3 separate regions of the Sus scrofa genome follow, and regions 1 and 3 are each linked to region 2. The links are chromatin contacts, called in public HiChIP or PLAC-seq maps. All regions are on one chromosome and are shown on one strand. The core of a region is the stretch at or near the end of the contact, and the rest is flanking DNA. Distances in the headings are between cores, read along the strand shown. Region 1 overlaps PRR5L (proline-rich protein 5-like). Region 2 overlaps PRR5L (proline-rich protein 5-like). Region 3 overlaps PRR5L (proline-rich protein 5-like).

Evidence for each region. HiChIP or PLAC-seq counts read pairs in DNA pulled down with a chosen protein or histone mark.
Region 1: a contact with region 2 is called in an H3K27ac HiChIP or PLAC-seq map of alveolar macrophages. The contact joins two enhancer-like sites. A contact is called at or near these places in 2 of 47 Hi-C or Micro-C datasets (blood and liver) and 1 of 2 datasets of contacts at active chromatin or transcription factors (alveolar macrophages).
Region 3: a contact with region 2 is called in an H3K27ac HiChIP or PLAC-seq map of alveolar macrophages. The contact joins two enhancer-like sites. A contact is called at or near these places in 2 of 47 Hi-C or Micro-C datasets (blood and liver) and 1 of 2 datasets of contacts at active chromatin or transcription factors (alveolar macrophages).

What each region holds. Positions count from the first base shown.
Region 1 is chr2:24,656,982-24,659,681 of Sscrofa11.1, reverse strand. All of the region lies in intron 10 of PRR5L (proline-rich protein 5-like), which reads left to right. Among named protein-coding and RNA genes, the nearest start is that of TRAF6, 50 kb to the right of the region's middle. Within about 2 kb of position 1,356, at least 11 of the 83 cell types and tissues checked have an H3K27ac peak or open chromatin away from gene starts, as enhancers often do. A contact at or near this core is called in alveolar macrophages, where this site is marked.
Region 2 is chr2:24,762,473-24,765,172 of Sscrofa11.1, reverse strand. All of the region lies in intron 2 of PRR5L (proline-rich protein 5-like), which reads left to right. The region is part of intron 3 of LOC106507997 (a long non-coding RNA gene); the gene reads right to left. Among named protein-coding and RNA genes, the nearest start is that of PRR5L, 49 kb to the left of the region's middle. Within about 2 kb of position 1,297, at least 18 of the 83 cell types and tissues checked have an H3K27ac peak or open chromatin away from gene starts, as enhancers often do. A contact at or near this core is called in alveolar macrophages, where this site is marked.
Region 3 is chr2:24,674,993-24,677,692 of Sscrofa11.1, reverse strand. The region is part of intron 6 of PRR5L (proline-rich protein 5-like); the gene reads left to right. Among named protein-coding and RNA genes, the nearest start is that of TRAF6, 68 kb to the right of the region's middle. Within about 2 kb of position 1,257, at least 3 of the 83 cell types and tissues checked have an H3K27ac peak or open chromatin away from gene starts, as enhancers often do. A contact at or near this core is called in alveolar macrophages, where this site is marked.

The DNA of each region.
Region 1 (2,700 bases), core at 107-2,606, 110 kb after region 2:
CTGCCATCCCTGTGGTCTTGGCTGTGCCCACACCCAGTCTTGGGAGCCAGAACATTCCACCCTGAAAGCAGGAGGGAGAGCTGGAGGCCGCTCAGTCTGGGTCAGAGAATAGCCCTAAGGAGAGAGGTGGGGCCTGCCACAGAAGGAGCGGGGCTGTGGGAGCCCCAGGGGCTGGGCTTCTGCTGTGTGCCCTGGAGTAAGTTACTTAACATCTCTGAGCCACAGAGGGCTGAACACAGAGGAGGAAGTTGCCCTGTCCCGTGGAGGGCCCAGGCAGAGCTGCCACCTGCTGTGTGAATGGCCCAGCTAGGAAGGCCTGGAGCCTGTGGAATCACTCACAGGAGGGTCTTTGTGTGCCTCCCCTTCCCTTCTCTGGACCCCAGACCACACCCTGGCCCTTGCCATGCTGTGTGGTCATGGCACAATTATTTGTCAGTCTCCCCCCACCCTAGACTGTGAGCTCGCTGCATGTGACTCCCCTGTACCCCAGGAGTGGCCTAGACCTCTCATCCCAGGGAGGGCACGGATGGAGTCAGTGGGGTGCAGTTTTTCAGTCCCTCTCAAAGGAAAGGGCCCACCTGGTACAACCCCTCTTCAGGACTCCTCCTCTGAATCTCCATAGTGTTCTTGGCTGTAGTCCTGCCCTGACATTGTTGCATTGACCTTGTTTTAACACGGATCTGTGTGCAGGTGGTCCAGAGGTCAGGAGCAGGGGCGGTGCTGTCAGCCCTGGGCTTAATCCTGGTTTCCTCACTAACCATGAATGTGACATGATTTAGCATCTCAACCTCAGGTTCCTTTTCTGCAGAATGGTCAGAGACCATGTCAGTGAAGCGTCTCCCACTGTGATATGGTACATGGATGCTCAGATATTGATTGTTCTGAAGACCCTACACCCTCCCGCAATATACACTCATGCCCTGCTCCAGGCAGGCCCCACATCAGACTGACATTTCTCTCGCTCTCAGCAGCAATGAAGCACAGCATTTTGCACAAAGCTCAAGATGTGTTTGTTTAACGAGGGGGCAGGTGTCACGGGGACCGCCTCCTCCAGGCTGGCCATGCTCACTCTGGGCAACCACCCAAGTGGCTTCTCTTGTCAGTTGGCTGCCTATTGAACCCTCCAGGGACTTGGGGCTGCTGGACTAACAGTGTGGGAGAGATGAATGACATCCAGGCACCCATGTGAGACACCTTGCTAGCTTATTCTACCGGGTTGGGGCCTATGGAAATCATCAATGAATTCTTTCCTCCAGAGATGCTGTGTGTGTCCAGCCTGCACATCTGTCTCCCAGGCCCTCACCTCATCCCACATCATGGGCCCAACCTTTGTTCTCTTTTCTCTTCCTGGATTGGCACATACTAAATGCTCACCCAGCAGTCCAGCCCAGTCTCCTGCCAGGCTGGCTGTGAGGTTCCGGCCACAGTGTGAGTTTTGCAACCATCAACCTAGAGCGCTTGCTTGGAATAGCGGCGGGAGAGAAATGAATTGTTTTCAAGGGCATTTTTTTAAGGATGGCTCTTTAATGGGGTCCCTGCTTCTTTGAACTCTTCTAGTGCTTTCATTTTATAGTTATGGATTTTTGTGATCATAAAAGTAATACATAGTTATTATAAAGGTATGGGAACATTAGAGAGATGTGTGGCTTAGAGTGTACAAGCACCCATGCTTCAGAGAGGACCTCTGCCAGCTCCTGGCATAGATTTTTCCCTCCTGGTGGTTTGGCGTTTTGTCTCCTATTAATTCTCCCCAAAGAGAGGGGCCAATGACCCAGCCTCTTGTCTGGCGCCTGCTGGAGGCAGTGTTTGCTGTAACCTGAGTTCAGAAAGTGGCCATCTTAAGGGGCAGGTCTCCAAGGGCAGTAGCAGAGCCCTGAGCTGTAATACCATGTAGTGAAGAATATCTGAGCACTGCCATCCAGAGCCTAAGAGAATTGCACTGGGCCTCAGTCCTCCTCATCTGAACAATGGGGATGACAATGTGCTAGTGTTTCAGAGGGAGAATAAGACTCAACAGTGAGACAGCAGATGGGAACACACTCAGTAAGCTCTAAATTCAATGTAATATTATTTATGGGTTTTTTTTTTTTTTTTTGGCTGGGGGGGGGTTCGCCCCAAGGCATATGGAGTTCCCAGGCCAGGGGTCAGATCTGAGCCACAGCCTTGAACTAAGCCACAGCTGCAGCAACGCTGGGTCCTTAACCCACTGTGCCAGGCCAGGAATTGAACTCACGTCCTAGTGCTCCCAAGACACTGCCGATCCCACTGTGCCACAGTGGGAGCCCCTATTATTTGGTTTTGAGAAATAATTGCTGTTACTACCAAATAGCTCCCCGAGGGCTTCAGCCAGTAGTCTTGGTGACTTAATCCTAAGGATTAGGAATTCATCTGTTGTCACTGTATATATGTGTGTGTGTGTGGATACAGACAGACACATATGCACATATACTCACATGGACATACAAGAGGACCCGTGACGGGAACTGCTGGGAGTTCTACAGATTGATGTGCATCTCACTGTGATGCCCATCTAGGAGCTTGTGCTCTGGAGTGGCAAGAGCATGTATCAGGGCCTCCAGACCCATGGGAAGAGCTGACAGTCAACTAGAGCAGCACAGGCTGTCCCCAAGGCCAGCCCGTGACCAGCGAGGGCTGTCTGCTCTCCCTTAGAAAGTAGCCTCCCCCATGATCCTGTCAGGG
Region 2 (2,700 bases), core at 48-2,547:
GTGATGTGGGCACTGTTATTACCTCCACCTACTGCTGAGGAAACAGGTCTGGAGAGATTGAGTCACTCCACCAAGGATACAGAGTCAGGATATAAATCTGGGTCACTTGATTCTAGAGCCCATGCTCTTTCCACCATCCAGAAATAAGTTTTACGATTTTTCTCCTGATTTTACAAATATCACATTCTCACAGGAAACCTGGAAAACATACCAAAGTATAAAATAGCCTAATTCCACTCCTCCGAGAAAACCAGATCAAGCTTTGATGTATTACTTCCAAATTTATGTTTATGCATATTTAGTTGAGACTGTATAGTGCTTATAGTTTTGTGTCTTGTTTTATGTAACATATAAATATTTCTTCATATCATTAAAAAATCTCGACTAACATCATTTTCAGGTGAACATGACATTCCGCCCTATGTCTGTCATCTCACCTGTTGTTGGACATTTAACCTCCATCTATATTTTACTACCGTCAATGTCAAGACGGCCATCTCTGAAGGTAATCTCTTATTTATATTTCTCCTTACTTCTTCAGGGCAGATTCCTGGAAAGGAAATTTCTAGATCAGAGGGCAAGAACATTTCATAGACATTATGAGGCATTAAAATGGACCACAGTGTCCTCTGCTTTTATAAACAACAAAGACCGGCAGGACTTTCTAAGACTCTGATTAACATCAAGATAAATTAAACAGGGAAGATTTTGACTAAGAAAGGACTGACTAGCAGTCAGGGTTATTCAGTGCTTTTCTCACCAGGAGGGGGCAGCACAAACAAATGCCAACAGAGATCCTCCTTGGCCATTGAATCTGACATTTTTGTAGCTTGCTTTTTTCTTTTTCTTCTTTTTTTTTTTTTTGGCCAAACCTGCTTTGTAAAAAGTTAGCAACAACAAAGTCATCACATTTACAGGCAGGGGCCAGAAAGGAAAATCTAGTTTACTTGAAAGATTTACAGCTTTTAGGAATGTTCCGGAAGACTGATCCAGATGGCAAAAGGCTAGAGAGAAAAGAGTCTTTCTTTCCAGTGTGGGTTTACACCCGAGGCTAGCAAGCAGGTCAGGGTAATGGCAACAGCAGGAAGAATGGCCTTGGTTAGCAGGATTGATGATGGCCTTCTGTGCCTGGCAAGAGGGGTCTGAGAGCTGGTGAGGGGGTTTATCTTCCCAAACAGGATGGCGGGAGGAAGAAGGAGGCACATGACAGCCAGCCTGAGGAAGACCTTTGGAAGCGCAGGCACAAGGTCAGCGATGTGAGGAAGGGAGGCATTAATGAATCACAGAGAACTATGCTGTGTCAGACTGATGACGGGCTGGTAAGCCTCAGGAAGGAATGTGCTTGCAGTGTACCTGGAGCCCGGTGGGCTGACCTGTGCCGTGGATCGAACCTCCAGAGAGTCTGCATAGACCCTGAATTTGTACAGAACTCCTATAGAAAAATAGACATGTTTTATCCAGGGACGGGGTGGTGTGTTGGGAGAGATCTATAGCTTTCAGGAGCCTATGACCCCAGAAAGATTAGAAGCAAGTAATCTGGGGAGTAACTGTTGTGGCTCAGTGGCTTAAGAACCTGACTAGTATCCATGAGGATGTGGGTTTGATCCCTGGCCTCGCTCAGTGGGTTAAGGATCCAGCGTTGCCACAGGCAGACGTGGCTCAGATCCCGCATTGCTGTGGCTGTGGTGTAGGCCTGCAGCTGTAGCTCCAATTTGACCCCTTGCCTGAGAACTTCCATATGCCGTGAGTATGGCCCTAAAAAGATAAAACAAACAAATAAGTAATCCGTGTACCTTCCCTCCACCTCCAGATGTGGCACTCTCTTCCCTGAACTGAACTCCTTCTGTCTTGTTTCAGGGGCACCTCTTGCCCTACAAGTGGCAGAAAACTCTGCCTAGATGGAGTGGTGGGGGCCCCAACCTAACTCCTGGGTGATGGTGGGCTTAGCAGGGGTCATGGGGGGCTCAGGTGGCTGAGACCAAATGCTCAGGGAAAAAGCTCTTTGGAACAGCAGAAAGCTGGGGGGCGTCCAGCTGAGTCTATCGGGACAAAACCTCCACTTGGAGACATACCTCTTTTCTAAAAGTTTCATTCCTCCCACGGGAGCCTGGCAACGCCCAGAGCTGACTACAGCTGCTGCTTGAAGAGGCTTATTGGCACCGTGGGAGCTTCATGTTTGAGCTCTGTGGATCTCTTCATTATATCCCATTTCTGCTGGAGGATTTTTAAAATAGGCATTTATAGGAGTTCCCGTTGTGGCTCAGCAGGGTAAGAATTTCACTAGTATCCATGAGGATGTGGGTTCGATCCCTGGCCTCACTCAGTGGGTTAAGTATCCAGTGTTGCCACAAGTCACAGAGGAGACTCTGACCTGGTGTTGCTATGGCTGTGGTGTAGACCAACAGCTGCAGCTCCGATTCAACCCCTAGCCTGGGAACTTCCATATGCTGCAGAAAACAAACAAACAAAAATTATAAAATAGACATTTATTACAGCCTATAGCTGCAGAAACCTGTGAATAGTCTGAGGGACCCTCAATAGTACAACTGTTATGATCGGTTTTTACTCAGCTTCCACTTTTGCGCCCCAGTTTTCCACACCAACCAATTCTAGGACCAATTCTCCTGTCCTCTGTAGACACCACCTGGGTGTCCTATAAGTTCAATTCTTTTTTTTTTTTTTTTAACTTTTTTTTATTTT
Region 3 (2,700 bases), core at 8-2,507, 87 kb after region 2:
ACAAAAGGCCAGAGTCAGCCAACCCCACAATGCCACCAGTGGCTACGCTCAGCTCCATCACCTAAATCCAGATCACAGCTTGCCGCCTGCTTCTTGGGTGACTTTTGGCAAGTTGCTCATTTCTTTGAGCTTTGCTTTTAAAATCATTTTTAAAATGATAAGATGGAGCTAGGGATTGTAGGGGGTGTAAGGAACATAGCCAGTGTAGCTCCATTCCTGGCACACAGTAGGCATGCACACTGGTTCCCTCCTTTTTTTTCTTTTCCTACTCCAGCCTAGAGTCCGCTATCTGTAGGTCAAGTTTCCTTCCAGATTCAGACTTATCAGGCAGTAGGTCATCTTTTTTTTTCCTTCCCCTTCCCTGGGAAGGACACCTGTGTCCAGTAACGTGTCTCCTAGAGAGAGAAAGTAGGAAGGAAAAGGAGAGGCTGACCCTGGCAGGTCCCTGTGCCTGACACACAATGAGCGTCACCAAACCTTTGGAAGAAAAGAGGTTCGAAATTAACCTCTGTCTGTTCCAAAATTGACTGAACCTTTAGCTTTCTCGCAAATGCAGCTGTGTTGAAACCTTTTCAACCTTAGAAACACATACCCACCCAAGGCCTTATTTTTGAGCGACTGGCTTTGACAAGAGCTTCATGGCCCTTTTGCATGTTTTTTTTTTTTTCTTTTTTGGCTAGATCTTTTAACCCACTGTGCCAGGGCTGGGGATTAAACCTGTGTTCTGGTGTTGCAGAGACACCATCAATCCCGTTGAGCCACAGTGGGAACTCCCCCTCTTGCATTTTGCAGTGAGGCTAATACACAAGTGTGGAAGGTGGCTGCCTGCTCTCCAGCCACATTATTTCCTAGTGTATCCCATACTCCTGGAAAGGTGGGAAACCAGTGTTATGAAAGATCCCGAGCAGAGTTCCTCTAGATCAGTGGTTAACAAACCCGACTAGTATCCATGAGGATGCAGGTTTGATCCCTGGCCCTGCTCAGTGGGTTAAGGATCCGGCCTTGACGTGCGCTGTGGTGTAGGTTGTAGATGTGGCTCAGATCTCGAGTTGCTGTGGCTGTGGTGTAGGCCCACAGCTGTAGCTCTGACTCAACCACCAGCCTGGGAAGTTCCATGTGCCATGGTACGGCCCTAAAAAGCAAAAAAAAAAAAAAAAAAAAAAAAAGATACTGAGCAAAACCAGAGCTTCAAGCGCCCTTAAAAGGGAATTTCCCCTGCCCAAGTGACATGCAGCCCAGCTGTGTTGAGAGTGAAACCTCAGGCACGGAGCTAAGGGGGTAAACCCAGGGCATCCAAGATCCTGTTTCTGCCCCAAAGCATGACTAGAGAGTGGCAGGCCAGGATCCCTTCTTGTCCTGGGGTCTGGGGGGTCAGGGTCCTTTCGCACAGCGAGGGGACAGTGAGGACCTTGTAAGGGTTTTTCATATCTTCAGCCAGAAGATATGATTCATTTTATATGTTACAAACTCCAAGAAAGATCTTGTTTAGATAAAGGGATTTTCTTGCAATAAGGGAGAGTTTGGAAACGACAGATAGGATCTATCCTATCACTGAACAAACTTTACTTTATTGGCCTCGTTGCTTGTATGCGTCCACCCTGTGCTCTGGCTGCAGAGAGGGCAGAGGCAGCTCCTGGCCATGGAGCAATCCTGTGGGAACGGAATATGCCTTTGAGTGTGAATCTTTTCTAGAGCTTAGCGACCTCGGCTCTAAAGAAGTTTCTTGTACCTACTCTGTGTATCTCTGGTGATGGAAACCTCTGTGGCAATTAGAGGACAGTTTTTATAGGACAGTCATCTAGAACCTTCTATCCAATTCCCTTTCGTCTTTTCAGAGAGTTAGTCCTCGACTTGTGGGCTATTCCTGGAGGCGGAGTCACATCCTCCCTTTAACTCTTTCATCCTGGGGCTATGCTGTTTTGTTAGCCTCTGTCTCTCTGATGTTCTCTGAACACGTTCCAAAAGCTCCATTGCTCTCTGAAGTCTGCAGCCAGCAATTAGATCCAGGTTCCCAGGAGAGGCGCCTTCCTGCTCCTGGGTCGAAGGCCTAACTCATGTGCTGGGGCATGTTCCATCTTGGTGGGAGGGGGAGTCAGCAGCACCAGCGCTGACCTTGTCATGCAAGGCTTAGGACAAGGGCCGTCAGTAAAGGAGCTGGGATAGCCTTTTCTCCTTTGAGATGTACTATCCAGATGTTGGGGTTCATCTTGCTTTTAGGTACCAGGATGACCTCACGTTTCAGATGGTCCTTTGAACTTGCCAACTCCTCCCTGCAGGGAACTAGCAAAGCCTACATTTGGCAGGAGAATGGTGATTGATTAATTCATTCAAACCCTTCTCGATTGTCTACTATTTACCAGGCACTTTGTTGGAGGCCAGGGACACAGTGGTGAGCAAAGACTTCATAGGATGGCTGGCCCTCCTGGTGTTCACAACCTGGTAGTGGATATTACCAGGTTATAATATTAATAACCAGATATTATCAAATCACTATCAAGTATAAAACTGCAACGAGGACAAGTACTGAGAATACAACCTAGCAGGGGGATTTAACCAATGCGGGACACCTTCCTGGGAAGTGATGCTGGAGTTGAATGAAGCTCTAAAGATAAACACTATAGGTCGGGCAAAGAGAGGAGGGAAGAATGGTCTAGGCAAGGAACTAGCATGTGCAAAGTCCCTGTGGCATGGAGGAGCATG